Regions from separate parts of the Rattus norvegicus genome. Here region 1 is linked to region 2. The links are chromatin contacts, called in public Hi-C maps. All regions are on one chromosome and are shown on one strand. The core of a region is the stretch at or near the end of the contact, and the rest is flanking DNA. Distances in the headings are between cores, read along the strand shown. Region 1 holds the start of Iba57 (iron-sulfur cluster assembly factor IBA57). Region 2 holds the start of Trim11 (tripartite motif-containing 11).

Region 1 (3,047 bases), core at 277-2,776, 190 kb before region 2:
TACAAACGGTTATGAGTCAACATGTGGTTGCTGGGATTTGAACTCAGGACCTCTGTAAGAGCAGTCAGTGCTCTTAACGACTACTGAGCCATCTCTCCAGCCCCCTCTAAATTCTATTGTTAACAAGATTAAGAACACACAAAAGGGAAGTCCAGTTTCCTTGGTAGTAATATGATCCAGTATGCCCAAAAAACAAGAACAGGGTTTCAAAGAGACATTCATATAGTCATTTTCATAGCAGCATTATTCCTGCTCCAAGAATCGGAGACCTCCCAAGTGCCCACTGCCAGCCCAGTGCATAAGGGAAAGGTAGGAATTCACATAATGAATTACAATTCTTAAAAAGGGAAGGAAATTCTGATACGTGTTACAGTGAGGATGGATGCTCCATGAAGAGAGCCAGGTGCAAGAGGCAGGCACCGAAGGTCCTCAGAGGCTTCCAACACACGAGGGCAGAAAGAGAACTGTAGGCACCAGGGACTGGTGTGTTCTGGGAGGAGTCAATACAGACATGAGAAAAGTTCTGGAGCTGGATGATTAGCGAGGGCTGTGCAGCCATTTGACCAAAGCTGATCTGAATGCACTAAAAGTGGTCTCGCTGGTCTGTTTTCAACTTGTCACAAACCTAGAGCTATCTGGGAAGAGTGACTCTTCAGAAAATGTCTCCATAAGTTTGGACTGATGTGAGAGGGCCCGGCTCACTGTGGACAGGTGTTCCTGATTTGTATCAGAAAGCCGGCTGAAAAAGTCCTAAGAATCAGGACAGTAAGAAGCTTCTTCCAGGGCTTCTGCTTCAGTTCCTGCCCTGAGTTCTCTCAGTAAGTGGGTGTGACTTGAGTGTTTTCAGATGACGTGAACCCCTTTTCTCCCCAAGTTGCTCTTTATTACAGCAATAACAAAGTAACAGTGGTAAAGATGGTAAATTTTATACTGTCCGTATTTGACCATGAACAAATGTCCAATTTTTCCCCCTCCTTTTCTCTGGGCAGTACTGGTGATGGGAACCATGGCTTTCTGCCTGTTAGGAAATGCTCTTCCATTGAGCTATCTCCAGCACTCTCGCTTTTTTTTTTTTTTTTTTGGTTCTTCTTTTCGGAGCTGGGGACCGAACCCAGGGCCTTGCGCTTCCTAGGTAAGCGCTCTACCACTGAGCTAAATCCCCAGCCCCGCTTTTTTTTTTTTTTTTTTTTTTTTCTTTTTTCGGAGCTGGGGGCCGAACCCAGGCTCTACCGCTGGCTGAGCTAAATCCCCAACCCTCGCTTTTTATTTGGAGACAGGATTTTAATTTGCCCAGGCAGGTCTTGAACACGCATCCTCCCGCCTCTGCCTCCTGAGAGGCTGGCTGGGATTACACACTAGGACCAACATAAAATGGCAAATTTTATGTTTATGTATTTAACCACAACCACAAAGGGTTTGAACGGGAGCCAACTAAGGAAAAGGTCGTCGGGTGGCTCTATCTGGGCTTGCGCACCCATCGGCTAGCTGAGGCCCCGCCTACTTCCCCCCACGCACGCGCGTAGCCCGCCGCCGCCGGGGGCAGCTGTGGTGCCCGCCTTCACTAGCGCCCAAGATGGCAGCGGTGGCGCTGCTTCGGGGAGCGGCTGCGGGGCGCAAAAGCCCGGCATGGCAGTGGCGGCCGAGCGGGACCACGAGACACTGCCCAGTCCGTGGTTCCGGCCTTTTCCGCGGCAACTCCACGGATAGTGTAGCCTGGACTTGCTTCCGGCTGGATGGGCGCGCCTTAATGCGCGTGCGCGGCCCGGACGCTTCACCCTTCCTGTTGGGACTATTGACCAATGAGCTGCCGCTTTCGGGGCCTCCGGCCGGCGCGACTCAGCCCTCTGCGCGTGCGGCCTATGCCCATTTCCTAAATGTGCAGGGGCGCACGCTCTATGACGTCATTGTGTATGGGTGAGCTTTGGGCTGCAGGGCGGGGTAATAGGAACGTTAAAGTGTTGTGGGAGAAGATTAATCAGGAATCCCATGAAGGATGTCCAGGATAAGATTTCTAGGGAATGCTGGCCAGACACCTTTGGGAAGAGGCTTAATTAGAAGACTCTGAAAATGACTTTCTGAGGAGGACATTGTAGACTTAGGGAAAGGGTCACCTAGAGGCGGATCTCCCATGAAAGGCATCCAGGTTGGGCTAGTTACTTGCACGGATCCCCAGCCAGTCAAGTCAGAAACTGCTATACAGTGGCTTCTGGAGTTAAGCATTTTCAAGATAGGGGCTTCAGTCTTGTCCCTCCCTCCTCACTTCTTGGAAAGATTTCATTGGTCCTTGGGGCTTTATTTAAAGAGCCACTCTGTTCACAGTTACAGATTGTACTAGTGTTCTGAGAATCCAGTTTCCCCCTTACTTCCGGTTCCTCATTGCCGTGCCAGCTGTTTGCCTGTATGATCTCATCTATGCAGACCTGACTGTGACTGTAAATAGCGTTTGCTGGCCAGCCTGGGCAGGGCCTGTTTCCATAGCATTGAGTCTTCAGTTGCTCACTTTTACAGGACGTAAGTCCTGAAATCTCAGCACCATCTAGCAGGCATGTGAAGACCCACCCTCCCTAGCCTGTCCCTGGGCTGTTCCTCCTTGACTCCTACTAGTCTGAGCTACTCAGTGTCTTTCTAACATGGGTTTTGGTGAGCCTCTTCAGTAACCCCCTAGATGCTCAGAGTGGGAGTATATGGAGAATCCTCATAATTGGAGAATAATTCCTGAACCCCTGAGGGTGGCTGTTCCAGGATGAAAGTGAGAATTGGCAGCCATGATAGCATTATCCAGTAGCTGTCAGCATGCTGTAGGCGAAATCTAGAGTGTCTGTCTCCAGGTGCTAAAAGGCCATGGTGATGTGCTTTCTACACTTGATCTTTGCCAAAAGGCCAAGAAGCGATGTGATGTGCTTTCTTTCTTTTTTTAAAAAGATTTATTTATTTCATGTATGTGAGTACACTGTTGCTGTCTTCAGACACACCAGAAGAGGGCATCGGATCCCATTGCAGATGGCTGTGAGCCACCATGTGGTTGCTGGGAATTGAACTCAGGACCT
Region 2 (2,700 bases), core at 129-2,628:
GGAGGTGAGGCCACTGAACAGCCACCGATGCCTAACATGCAGAAGACAGAGATCAACTCTACAGGAGGGAGATTCTCTCTGCCCTTGGCCTATCTCCTAGTCAGTTCACAAGGTCTCTTTCTGGGATCCACACCTTTTGGGATAAAAGGCCTAGGGTAACTGTTCCTCTTTGGTTTTCTTTCTCTTTTCTTGTGTGAAGACCTATGCAAGAGAAATTTAATGTGTTACTTAAGCTGTGGCTTTTCCTGCTGATCTGTCTAGTCAGTTTGTTAAGTTCAGTGAACCTGACAGGGTAGAGGACAAAGGTTTCCTTCTTTGGCAACAGAGTAGCTTTAGTGTTGTCCCTTCGGGGCTTATCATGTCACTTGTGGCACCATCAAGGGGCCTGTGGTGGCAGGAAGGTAAACCTGCTACAACAATTGTTAAACGGGTATGGACCAAACAACAGGAAAAATTACAGGGACGATCTCTAGAAGCTCCAAACCTTTGTGCTAAAACCCAAAGCAAAGTTGACTTGGTGCCTGGTTTATTCTGGTTACCCGAGTTCATGCTGTGATGGTAACACACTGGTCAAGTATCAACTCTGACATAGGCCAAACTGTTGATCTGCCAGTAGGCCCCTTCACAAGTTTTCCCAGCTCAGTCAGGACTGACTACCAACACCTGGTTTTCCCAGAATGCCGGTGCATCTCATCCTGGAAGACAGGCTAAATCCTGACCCCCTTACAGGATCAAGTTAACTGTAACTCACACTCCCTCAACTCTGGGCAGGGCAATAACCGGACATCCCTTCGCACCAGGCATGGGCCGGTTGCACCCGATGGAACGCACCTTGAGGTCGTCCGCCGCCTCCTGCAGCGGTCGCACCCGGTGAGCCCAGTGCTCCGAGCGCTCGCAGGTGGGGCACAGCAGGCTGAGGTCGTCGCCGCAGAAGGTGGTTAGCGGCTCCCGGTGCGCCGCGCAGACGCCCTGGGGGACGGGCGAAGGCGGGTGCAAGCGCCGTGCCATTTCTGCCATTTTGGCGAGCGGGCGGTTGGGCCGTAGGTTCCTCTGCGCCGACACCTCGCGGCACTCGGGGCACGCGTACGGGCCCTCCGGCTGGCCCCAGCAACGTCGGATGCACTCCCGGCAGAAGTTGTGGCCGCAGTCAGTCATCACTGGGTCGGTGAAGTAATCAAGGCAGATGGCGCAGGTGGCCTCCTCTTGGAGGTTGGTGGACAAGTCTGGAGCGGCCATGGTGCTAGCGGCTGCGCCTGGATCAGGCTCTTCGTGGTGCCGGGGGGCAATCAAGCTATTCCGCAGAGAGAGCGCAGGAGGAGCGGGCCCGGAGCAGATAGCGGCACTCTTAGCCTCCTGGGTAGTGGGTACTTCCGGCACTGGGCTCGCAGACTTCCGCCGGAATAGGAACCGCGGCGGAAGCAGAAAACTGGCTTTTATTATTCTTTTAGAACCCGCTTTTGTCTTGGATTAGTCGCTGTTTACCACACGGCTCGGGAATGGGATCGAATTATAGTGCAAGAGATCGCATTTTCATGGTGACAGTTTTCCGCAGGTGGTGTCCCCGCTCCCCCAGACCCGGGTCCTGCCAAATTTGGCCGTGGGTTCTGTAGGTGATCTTGGGCATTGTGTAAAAAACATTTGCCTGGCAATAAAAAGCTGATTGGCCAATGAGCTTAGGCAGGCAATTAGAAGGTGGGATAGCTGGAAAAGAGGGTGCGGGGTGGATGCTGGGATCCACACAGGCCCCAGAAGAGCCGATGGAGATAGCAGCAAAAACTGACGACCAGGTAATCAGTTACATGTGACAGAACTTAGAATAGAATAACAGAATGATTAATTTATGCCATAGTCAGGAAACAGCCAAAGTTTATGGTGATGACCGACTCCGGCCACAACTTCTGCCGCGAGTGCATCCGACATTGCGGGGGTCAGCAATTTAGAAAAGTTCTGGACAGCGGCAGGGAACTAGAAAGCCAGGCAGGGCTCCTTTAAGATTTCCCGCAGCGGCTGGCTGAGCACTTGAGCAACTGCGGGTAGCAAGCCGGAACGCACCCCAGCCTGTGTAGTGCGGCGGCCCGGGCGGTCCTACCGCGGCTGCAGAGTCAGGCAGCGGCTTGCTACGAGCCTCTGGTGTGTCCCGCAGGTGAGCAACTTCTCAGAGCTGCACTAGCCAAACGCAGTTTGCGACCCAGAGCTGGGGAAGTAGGCTTGGCTTCCGGCCGGTGGCTGCAAATAAAGACCTAAAGCCTTTAGACCGTAGGCTGCAGTTGGGGAAGACCTGGGTAGGGCCAGCAGAAGGTGGAACCAATGGGCAGCCTCCTGAACTGAGCTGAGTGGGTGAAGTTAAATGCCATAGACACTTGCTGGTCTGTGGAGCCTGCAAACTAAAGGGCAAAAGAGACATTTTTTTCCCACAGCTGCTGTGGAACTAAAAAGCCCCAAACTTCTGAACTGGTAAGGAATTAAGTTTGAAAATAAAAGAGGAAAGAGACTAAATATAAAACATGATAGATTATTTAAAATTGGGAAGTCGAAGTCCTTACGGAGTTAGAGATTAAAGGGAAAAATATTTTCCATGTTAAAAGTGGAAAGAGACAAAATGGCACAGGGCATCTGGAGTGCGTATAATTTCACAATACACATCAGCATAGAAATTATTTTTTTTAATAACGGTTAAAATTTTATATATCCTTTTAAAAA

The links. Hi-C and Micro-C count contacts between places; a contact is called where the count stands out from the background.
Region 1: a contact with region 2 is called in a Hi-C map of the A7r5 cell line, with 3 times the contacts expected there. The contact joins the promoter of Iba57 here to the promoter of Trim11 in region 2. A contact is called at or near these places in 2 of 12 Hi-C or Micro-C datasets (the A7r5 cell line and liver) and 1 of 1 datasets of contacts at active chromatin or transcription factors (oligodendrocytes).

What each region holds. Positions count from the first base shown.
Region 1 is chr10:44,448,847-44,451,893 of GRCr8, reverse strand. Iba57 (iron-sulfur cluster assembly factor IBA57) reads left to right here and starts at 1,526. Exons shown (of 3, transcript NM_001108827.1): 1 at 1,526-1,914. The coding sequence starts at 1,574.
Region 2 is chr10:44,256,552-44,259,251 of GRCr8, reverse strand. It overlaps Trim11 (tripartite motif-containing 11), which reads right to left and starts at 1,378. Exons shown (of 6, transcript NM_001399546.1): 1 at 832-1,378. The coding sequence starts at 1,236. It also overlaps a transcript of LOC102555997 not described here.